2 separate regions of the Mus musculus genome follow, and region 2 is linked to region 1. The links are chromatin contacts, called in public ChIA-PET maps. All regions are on one chromosome and are shown on one strand. Each heading gives the region's core, a stretch centred on a gene start, on an enhancer-like site or on the middle of the called end of the contact. The rest is flanking DNA. Distances are from core to core; before and after follow the strand shown.

Region 1 (4,156 bases), core at 692-3,191:
AAGAGAAGATAATCCACCCCATAACTAGGTAACCACCAAAGAGGAAGAAAAGAATATGAAAGTTTACAAGAGATGTAAACCCATTATTAGAGTTCTTTGGTTTTGTTTTGTTGGATTTTCAAGATAGGGTTTCTCTGTGTATCCCCAACTATACTCATACTTGCTCTGGAGACCAAGCTGGCCTTGAACTCACAGAGATTCGACTGCCTCTGCCTCCCAAATGCTGAGATCGAAGGCGTGCACCAGCAGTGCCCAGCTAGTTATTTTATTTTAAAGAAGCGACTTTGTGAAGTCTGTCCTCTGGGAAGAAGCAGAGTTTTGGGGGCAGGTTCAGGAACAACTGCCTCTGGCTTTCTTCCCCTGACTAATGGTTGCTCAGCTGCCCGTTTAGTCAGAGTCCGCTAGAGCCTGTGTCCTCTGCACACTACGCCATCCCCAGAGTTGGCAGTTCCTTCAGCCACACACAGCTAAGATCTCACATGGAGCCCACATTTGAGAACCGGTGACCACTCCGAACCACGCCTGGAAATGAGGAAGCTTGCCAGTCTCCTCCGTGCTGTGAGTTTGCTCCTTTTGAGGCTCAGCAAATGCCATGTGTCCCTGGGCCAGAATTCAAGTCTGATTCATCTTGGTGCGCTCAGAGCTTGGCGTGGGATCTGGTGCCCAGAGGTAGCTAAGTAAATAAGCCAGCTAACCTCAGGCCAACTTAAGACAGCGCCTTATCACGCACCCCTTCCTAAGAGCCCCGAGTGTGCATCTCTTCTCTCTCCTTTTTGGGATTGTTTTTTGTTTTTCTCCCTAGCAGCTTCTCTTTCTCTTTGGGTTTGTTCGGAAAGAGAAACCTTAGAAAAGGACTTCTTTTAGGGCAAGAGGGTGTTTTGTAAAACCTTCTATTTAAATTCGTATAAGAGATAATAAAATGGCGAATATAACCATTTATTTTGTTAAAAGGTGGAAGAAGCATTTTTAAAGGGTAACCTACAAGGAAAAACAGCTTCTCAGGAAACAGGTGCGGAAATGTGTACGTGTATGTGCGCCAGAATGTTCACGTATAACCTTACTTAGCACAGGAAACTTCTTAACCAGCATCGAAAAGGCCTTCAGAGATGTTTAAGACCCCAGGCTAAGGAGCAAAGCTAAAGCGACCGTGTCCGGCAACTTCTAGGGGAAAAGAAAATGTCAGGGGGCCTCGTTTCCAGAGTCACCTCACAGGGGAAGATGCGCCACCAGGAGACTCGCATCCGCCTGAGCGGAAGCTCAGTTCTATGTACAGTATAGACAGACATTAGCCGGAGAGGCCACTTAAACACAGCCCTGGGTCCACACCCTGTCACTCCAGGCTTTGCTAGGCAGCCCCAGGACAAGGTTACAACACCACCACATTTTTTCTTATTTTTAAAACACCCACTGTGCTACAAACATCTGACAGGCGAATATCTTCAGCACGGGGACGTGGGAGGGGGTAGTTCTCATTGTCCCAAGTTCTCAGCGTTTTCCTCACCTCTTCCCTCCCAGGGTCCCTGCTCAAGCCTCTAGAGCAAAAAGAGAAAGAAAGGGGACCTCAGAGAGCTGTGGCCTCGCCCTGAGAACAAGTTTCCACTGGGTGGGCCACTTCCCGAGACCCTTCCCTGAGGCAGGCGCTCCGTGTGGACCTAGTCTTGCATTTCGCGATCTTGTCCTCGTGGTCCCTACGTCCTGACCCTGGACAGGTGCTCCAGGCAGAAGACCCCACTTACCCAACAACCGAAATCATCATGGCAGCCACCACCAGGTAGTTGGTCTGGTAATAGAGCAGATTGCTCACTACACGGTTGTTCCATTTGGAAATGTCCCTGAAGTCCGGCCGGGCGAAACGATCAGAGCCCGGGAAGAAATCGTCCCAGGCACGGAGCGGGGCGAGGTTCACGTCCATGTTCCTCTGCTTCGCGAGCTTCGCCTTCGGAATCTGGAGGCGGCGGCAGCGACAACCAGCTGGATGAAAGATGACAGCGGGTCCTTCGGATTGGTTCTGCGGTTAAAGCACGGCAGGGCTCAGAAAATTGGCTGCGGGCGGGTGTGTTGGTCTGTCTGTGATTGGCTGGAAGTGGTTAGTGACTCAGAGCAGTGGGCTTTATCCAATGTTAGGACAAAAAGTAACTAGCGGAAATCCCCTACCTAAACTAAAGGTGGTGTCAGTTCTCTCTGGCAGTTTAAATACAAACCATCTCTTTTTAAACACATCGCTTGTGTGTGTTCTTTGCCCTGAAGGGAGAAAAAAAAAAAAAAAAAAAAAAAAAAAAAAAAAAAAAAAGCAGCTGTTCAGCTGTCAATATAAGTGGAATGGAATGGAAGCCGGCCTCAGTGTCACTGAAGTCCGGTATTGCTAATCTCCCCACATATGCGTGCAATTTTCATGAGTCACTTTGTGTGAAATCACACTAGAAAAAAAAAAAATGGGAGCAAGGGTTTGACTGAAGTGAACTGAAATAAAGTGATTGCCAGCTCGCCTTTTTCTTCGCCCTTCATTTCTGCTGTCCTGTGGCAAAATTACTGAACCGTTGTGCCATCGTTATAGATAGAAGATAGATAGAAGCGGATGACTTCACTTCTTCCTGAGCGAGCTCTTAGCAGCTTCAAAGCAGACAGCTGCTGGAGGTGCTCTGTGTTCCTGGGCAGAAACATGGCTTCCCAGGCCAGAAAGGTTTCTTAGTTTTATTCCAATATTAAACAAATAACATTTACCTAAGAAAACAACTTCTACAAGACCACCAAGCTACACAACCATAACACATACACAGAGAACCTAGCACAGACACACGTAGGCCCTGTGCTAGCCGCTTCAGTTTCTGTGAGCGCCTATGAGCCCTGCTTAGTTGATGCTGTGGGTTGTTTTCTTGTGGTGTCCAGGATCCCCCTGACTCCTAGGCTTCTAAGATGGCAGTGCCTAAGGTAACAGTGTTTCTAAATTTGCAACTGTTAATTTTTAACCAAACTCAAAGTGCTCTACTAAGACCACCAACTTACCCTAAAACAAAGAGTAGTAAAATATACTTGAGGCGAAGTCAGACTTAGTTGTTTAGCTGATTAGAAAGGCAGTTGAGGAAATCATTGGGGGCTTTATGAAAATGTCTTCTGCCACTGGTGTTTAGGATAGCCTGGCAATGGACTCCAGCAATTTACTTTGGAGAAAAGTAGTTCCTAAAAAATCAAAACAAAACTAATTTATTGTGAATGAATGTCTTGCCTGCATTGTGTATGTGCTGTACCCGCATGCTTTGTGCCTGCTGAGGTCAGAAGAGGGTGCCAGAGCTCTTGGAACTGGAGTTACAGATGATTCTAAGCTGCCACGTGGGAACTGGGACTTGAATCTGGGTCCTCTGAAAGGACAGCAAATGCTCTTAACCTCTGAGTCATCTCTCCAGGCCAGTGGAGGAATGTCTTAACTTCCCCCAGCCTTCCTTGATTCTTAGGTAAACCGGGGTTAGTAGAAAATCTGCCACAGAGGCTAAATGAGGGATGTTTGGGAAGTGTTTAGTATATGCAGCATTTACAGATTTTACTGTTATCAGTAATAATACAAACTGGCATGGTGAGGCAGACCTATTCCGGAGACCAAGACAGGAGAATTTTAAGTTCAGGGCTTGTAGGGATTACAAAGTGAGTTCAAGGCCAGCCGGAGCAAGTTGGTAAGATTGTGGCTCAACATAAAAAGCGAGAAGAGTGCTAGAAATAGAGTTCAGTGATCAAACTTGCCTAGCATGGAGCAGCATTGGTCCTGTGTGCAGACCCCATTATTACAAAAACAAACAAACAAACAAACAAACAAACAAACCAAATAGCTAGCAGAGTCCTTAATTTTTCTGGTTGATGTTTACAGTGTTTTAACCTGTTTTCTATACTTTTAAAATAAACACCTGCTGCTGTTGATCTCAGGTCCTGTTGTCATTGATCATTGTGGTTGCCTCTGAATAGATAAAATGGGAGAAAAATGTTGAGACTGCTTAGTACCCTGCTAGCAGGTATTCTAAGGCCTTCCTAATGCTGGTAAGGCACAGTGGGGAGTCACAAAGGGGAAATGCTTGCCTTGCTCTGTCTTCTAAGGGCCTACAGTGCAGGAAATACTCAACTCTGAGACCTTGAGGTGAGTGCTAAATAGAGCCTTGCCAGGCCTCTATTC
Region 2 (4,156 bases), core at 1,126-3,625, 83 kb before region 1:
GGGTCCATTACAGGCACCCTGCCTGGCTTTTTAACGTGAGTTCTTCTGTATTGAACTCAAGTTTCCATGCTCGCCCCTTGCACACCCCATGATGGAGCCATGCCCCCAGCCCTCAGCCTAGTGTCCTTTTCTCTCCCTCGGACCCTTCTTGTGCTGTATTCATCTTCCCTTCTCTCCTTTCAGACCTGACTCCTCATCTCAACACTGCCGCCAGCGGAGCGGAAGCCTGGAGTCCCAGTCCCACCTGCTCTCCGAGATGGACAGTGACAAGCCATTTTTCACCCTCTCCAAATCCCAAAGAAGCAGCAGCACGGAGATCCTTGACGACGGGTCTTCGTATACCAGCCAGTCAAGCTCCGAGTATTACTGTGTGACGCCTGCTGCCAGCCCTTACTACACCACCCAGACCCTAGACACCCGTGCCAGGGGGAGAAGAAGGTCCAAGAAACACAGTGTTTCTACTTCCAATTCAGGAAGCATGCCCAACCTAGCACAAAAGGATCCTTTGAGGAACGGTGTCTACTCCAAAGGTCAGGACCCACCTCCTTCCGGTTACTATATCGCTGGATATCCACCGTATGCAGAGTGTGACCTGTATTACAGTGGTGGCTACGTCTACGAGAATGACACTGAGGGACAGTACAGTGTCAATCCTTCTTACCGATCCTCAGCTCACTATGGATATGACCGCCAGAGGGACTACAGCAGGTCTTTCCATGAAGATGAAGTAGACCGCGTGCCACATAACCCATACGCAACTCTCCGGCTGCCAAGGAAGGCGGCCGTGAAATCTGAGCACATCACCAAAAACATCCACAAGGCCTTAGTTGCTGAGCACCTGCGTGGCTGGTACCAGAGGGCTTCTGGACAAAAGGATCAGGGGCACAGCCCACAGACGAGCTTTGACTCAGACAGGGGATCGCAGAGGTGCCTGGGATTTGCAGGGCTGCAGGTCCCCTGTTCTCCAAGCAGTCGAGCATCTTCCTACTCTTCAGGTAAGACTGCTGGGGGAAGCACATCACTCCAGGGGCCACCATGTATCCCAACCCATCCCAAACCACTCCTGTCCAGGGTCATAAATTGGTCCCCGAGGTCATTCAGAGTGGTGGTCATTAAGTGGACCCGTAATAAGAACTGCCAACTTGAACAGCTTTCAGAGAGCATTAGAGCCTGATGAAGCCATTTGTAGATCTGAGCCGGGCAAACACAGGATGAGGGCCCAGTCTGTGTGTTGTCCTGGCTTGGTGCTTGCTCCAGCTTTGTGCTATCTTCACCTCATATTGATAGCCACATCTCTTAAAAGTATTCTCATCACTGGAGTTTGATGTTTTGAAAGAATAAAGAGACACATAAAGTCAGCAGAAGGCATTAAGTAAGGATCACACATCCCTTCCCACTGGCCAAGATGTCATAAATCTAAAGATCGAATATTCCTGCACCTGCCTGCGTAACGCCTACAGTCATTCCGATAGAACTGGTATTTGTCAAGTATTTTTCTACATACTTTGCTTATCTTATCTCAGTCTATACTGTTCTCAACTGAATTGCTAATGTAAGGAATTTGGGAGGCTGGGGTCATAGCTCAATGTTTGCCTGGGGTTCTTGAAAACCTGATTCCATGCCCACCGTCATTACTGAAAACTCCAGGAATTTTGGTAGCTAATTTTGATCATCAAAAGCATTCTCTTTCTAACCCTGAAATGGGGAGCTGGCTACTCCCTCTGCTCCCATTTGCAGAGTACCTGCTGCACACCCTAACCTGTTCTGAGTAATTTGGAGAAATAGGAGCTGAGGACTGGTCTGCCCAGCATAGTGCTAGGTCAGTATTGAAGGACCTCAAGGTCCTTTGAAGGGTGTCATCAGCAACTAAAGGAATGTATGAGTTGAAGAAATGCATGAATGCTTAAACTACACAAAAACCTGGGTCCTAGGTGGGAATTTCCAAGCCTGTGGAACAGTCAGAGTGAGCTGTTCCTTTGTGATTCATAAGATTGTTGACAAGAGACATTGCCATGGAGAGTACTGCTTGGGTTCTATTTTATTACTATTTCTGCGACCTGGACTTCCGGGATTATCCCACCTATGACCACATCTAACACAGGAAGAGGTGTCTATCACTGTTTCTTGTGGTTTATGGCTCTGATGTAGAGGACACCTATCCTGCTCAGAGGACCTCCTGAACTTCCTCAAAGCTCAGGGTGAAGCATGGAAGGCTTTCACGGGTCACATCTGGAGAGAGTTCCCCAAGAATGAGAGCAAACAGGGGTCTGGAAATTCTTGTGGATGGCTTTTGGTGCGCACGCAGGGCTGGGGAAACACCCACAGGAAACCAGGTGTGAGTCAAAACCCTTGAGTGTCTTGGCTGTTGGTTTTGTATCTAGGGCAAGGGTGAAAACGGAGTTACTGCTTCCTGGTTCAGACCTGGTATCAGTTCTGCTGACTGCACCACCAAGAGCATTCCTCCTTACCCCATCCCCCACCCCCTTGACGTTTTTTAAATAGGATCTTACAGTGCATCCAGGGTTGACCTCAAACTCATGAGTCCTCTCCCATGCCTGCCCTACCACACCTGGCTAAGAGCATCTTTTAGAAAGAATTAAGTGGATGAAATCAAGGCTCCCGGAAATCCCTTCTGGAATGTTCCTGCCCCTACTTTATAGCTTTGGAGATGTATTTCTACAGGCTCCGATCATTCACACGGAGAGCTACATTTCCTGTTTCTGGTTAGTCAGACTCTGCACCACCTGAAGGCTTCGTCATGACTCAGTTTCAGGAGTGATCATAGCCACCTTTTCTTGGCAGCTCTGTGTCAGGGTGCCCTTTTAATGGGAGCAGCAGGGCTGTAGGGCGAGAGCTGTGTGTTATGATTCTTATTTTACAGTTAAGGTGACTCTCTCTGGTTTAGATAGAGTTTGAATGACTGCCAGTCCCGTAGGCTGGCAGGTGACAAAGTAGGGCTTCCATCCCAGGGCTAACAGTATGACCCCCGCAGGCTTCAGAGCCCTTCCCTCGGTGCTCAGTCTTGGAAACCCTCCGTGAGCATCCTACATCTGTTAGTGTAAATCAAGTGGCATTGTGGCCAAAGACGCATTGTGAAGTTTGTCAGTGGCAAATGCAAGTGGCTTGTGGGTGTGGAAAGAGGTCAGTGGACAGAACGTGAGGAACAGGAAGAACAGTGAGCAGGGCTGTCTGTGAGGCTTAGACACACACAGAGCTGCCGAGTCACCTGTGCAGCCCAGGCATGGGGCAGGACTGGTTCCACAAAGAGAAGAGCAGAAACCCAGTGATAACCAGTGACACCCAGTAACATTCCTTCAATCAGGCTCTGCTTCCAAATTGTACCCTTGTCATCTCCTGGATCCACCCTTCTGCAAAGCTAGCCTCTTCCACCTCCTGCTAGCTTCACCCTCCACTTTTCAGTCAACAATAGAAAACGCCCTGCCTTACCAGTGGCCAGTGTTGCCTTCAGCAGTCAAGTCTTGACAAGTGACCTGGCTGAAGGCTTTTCCTCCACATTCCTCTCGACGGATTCTCAAGTACCATCTGGTCGGATCTGAAGCCCAGGTGGCAAGGTTCTCTCCCTTTGAGAATCCACTCCCTTTTCCTTCTGGGCTACTTCAAAACGGGTGTTCTTGAAAATAATTCTGTCTTCCCTTTGGACTAACTCCTGTTAATAGTAATACTTACCATGTTGCGAGCCTTTATTCTGCACTAGGCTAACTATGTTCATCATAACCTTCAGTCCTGGTGCTGTCACCACAGAAAATGTACTTACCCTCTCCACAATAAGAAAACTGAAGCTTCAAAAGGAGGAGCTATTTGCCCAAGTCACTCAGCCGGCTATTAACCCAGAAAATTGAACTGATTATCAATTCTGGCTCAGATAGGGGTTTCTCGTTCTCAGAGGTAGAACAGAGGCAAGGCCTGGACCCACCCCCTCAGCAGTGGCAAACACAAAACTAAACCCAGGCTTCCATCTCTCTGCTCTGCACATACCGGAGTGTGAAGCAACCTGAACAGATTTAGCTTGGAATAGTTCAACTAACGTTCTCTCTCTTTCTGTTCTCATTTCTAGTGTCTTCCACAAATGCTTCTGGGAACTGGAGGACCCAGTTAACCATTGGGCTATCTGAATATGAAAATCCAGTGCATTCTC

What was found. ChIA-PET counts read pairs in DNA pulled down with a chosen protein or histone mark.
Region 2: an RNA polymerase II ChIA-PET map of effector CD8 T cells shows a contact between it and region 1, with 321 read pairs. The contact joins the enhancer-like site here to the promoter of Arl6ip5 in region 1. A contact is called at or near these places in 6 of 484 Hi-C or Micro-C datasets (CD8 T cells, Th1 cells, embryonic fibroblasts and 3 more), 4 of 115 datasets of contacts at active chromatin or transcription factors (bone marrow-derived macrophages, effector CD8 T cells, embryonic stem cells and 1 more) and 3 of 9 other capture datasets (adipose tissue, liver and pancreatic islet).

What each region holds. Positions count from the first base shown.
Region 1 is chr6:97,208,577-97,212,732 of GRCm38.p6, reverse strand. It overlaps Arl6ip5 (ADP-ribosylation factor-like 6 interacting protein 5), which reads right to left and starts at 1,941. Exons shown (of 3, transcript NM_022992.2): 1 at 1,737-1,941. The coding sequence starts at 1,912.
Region 2 is chr6:97,292,415-97,296,570 of GRCm38.p6, reverse strand. Frmd4b (FERM domain containing 4B) reads left to right here. Exons shown (of 23, transcript NM_001346637.1): 21 at 184-995; 22 at 4,076-4,156. Among named protein-coding and RNA genes, the nearest start is that of Gm32191, 42 kb to the right of the region's middle. Within about 2 kb of position 2,375, at least 90 of the 459 cell types and tissues checked have an H3K27ac peak or open chromatin away from gene starts, as enhancers often do. A contact at or near this core is called in CD8 T cells, Th1 cells, adipose tissue and 3 more, where this site is marked.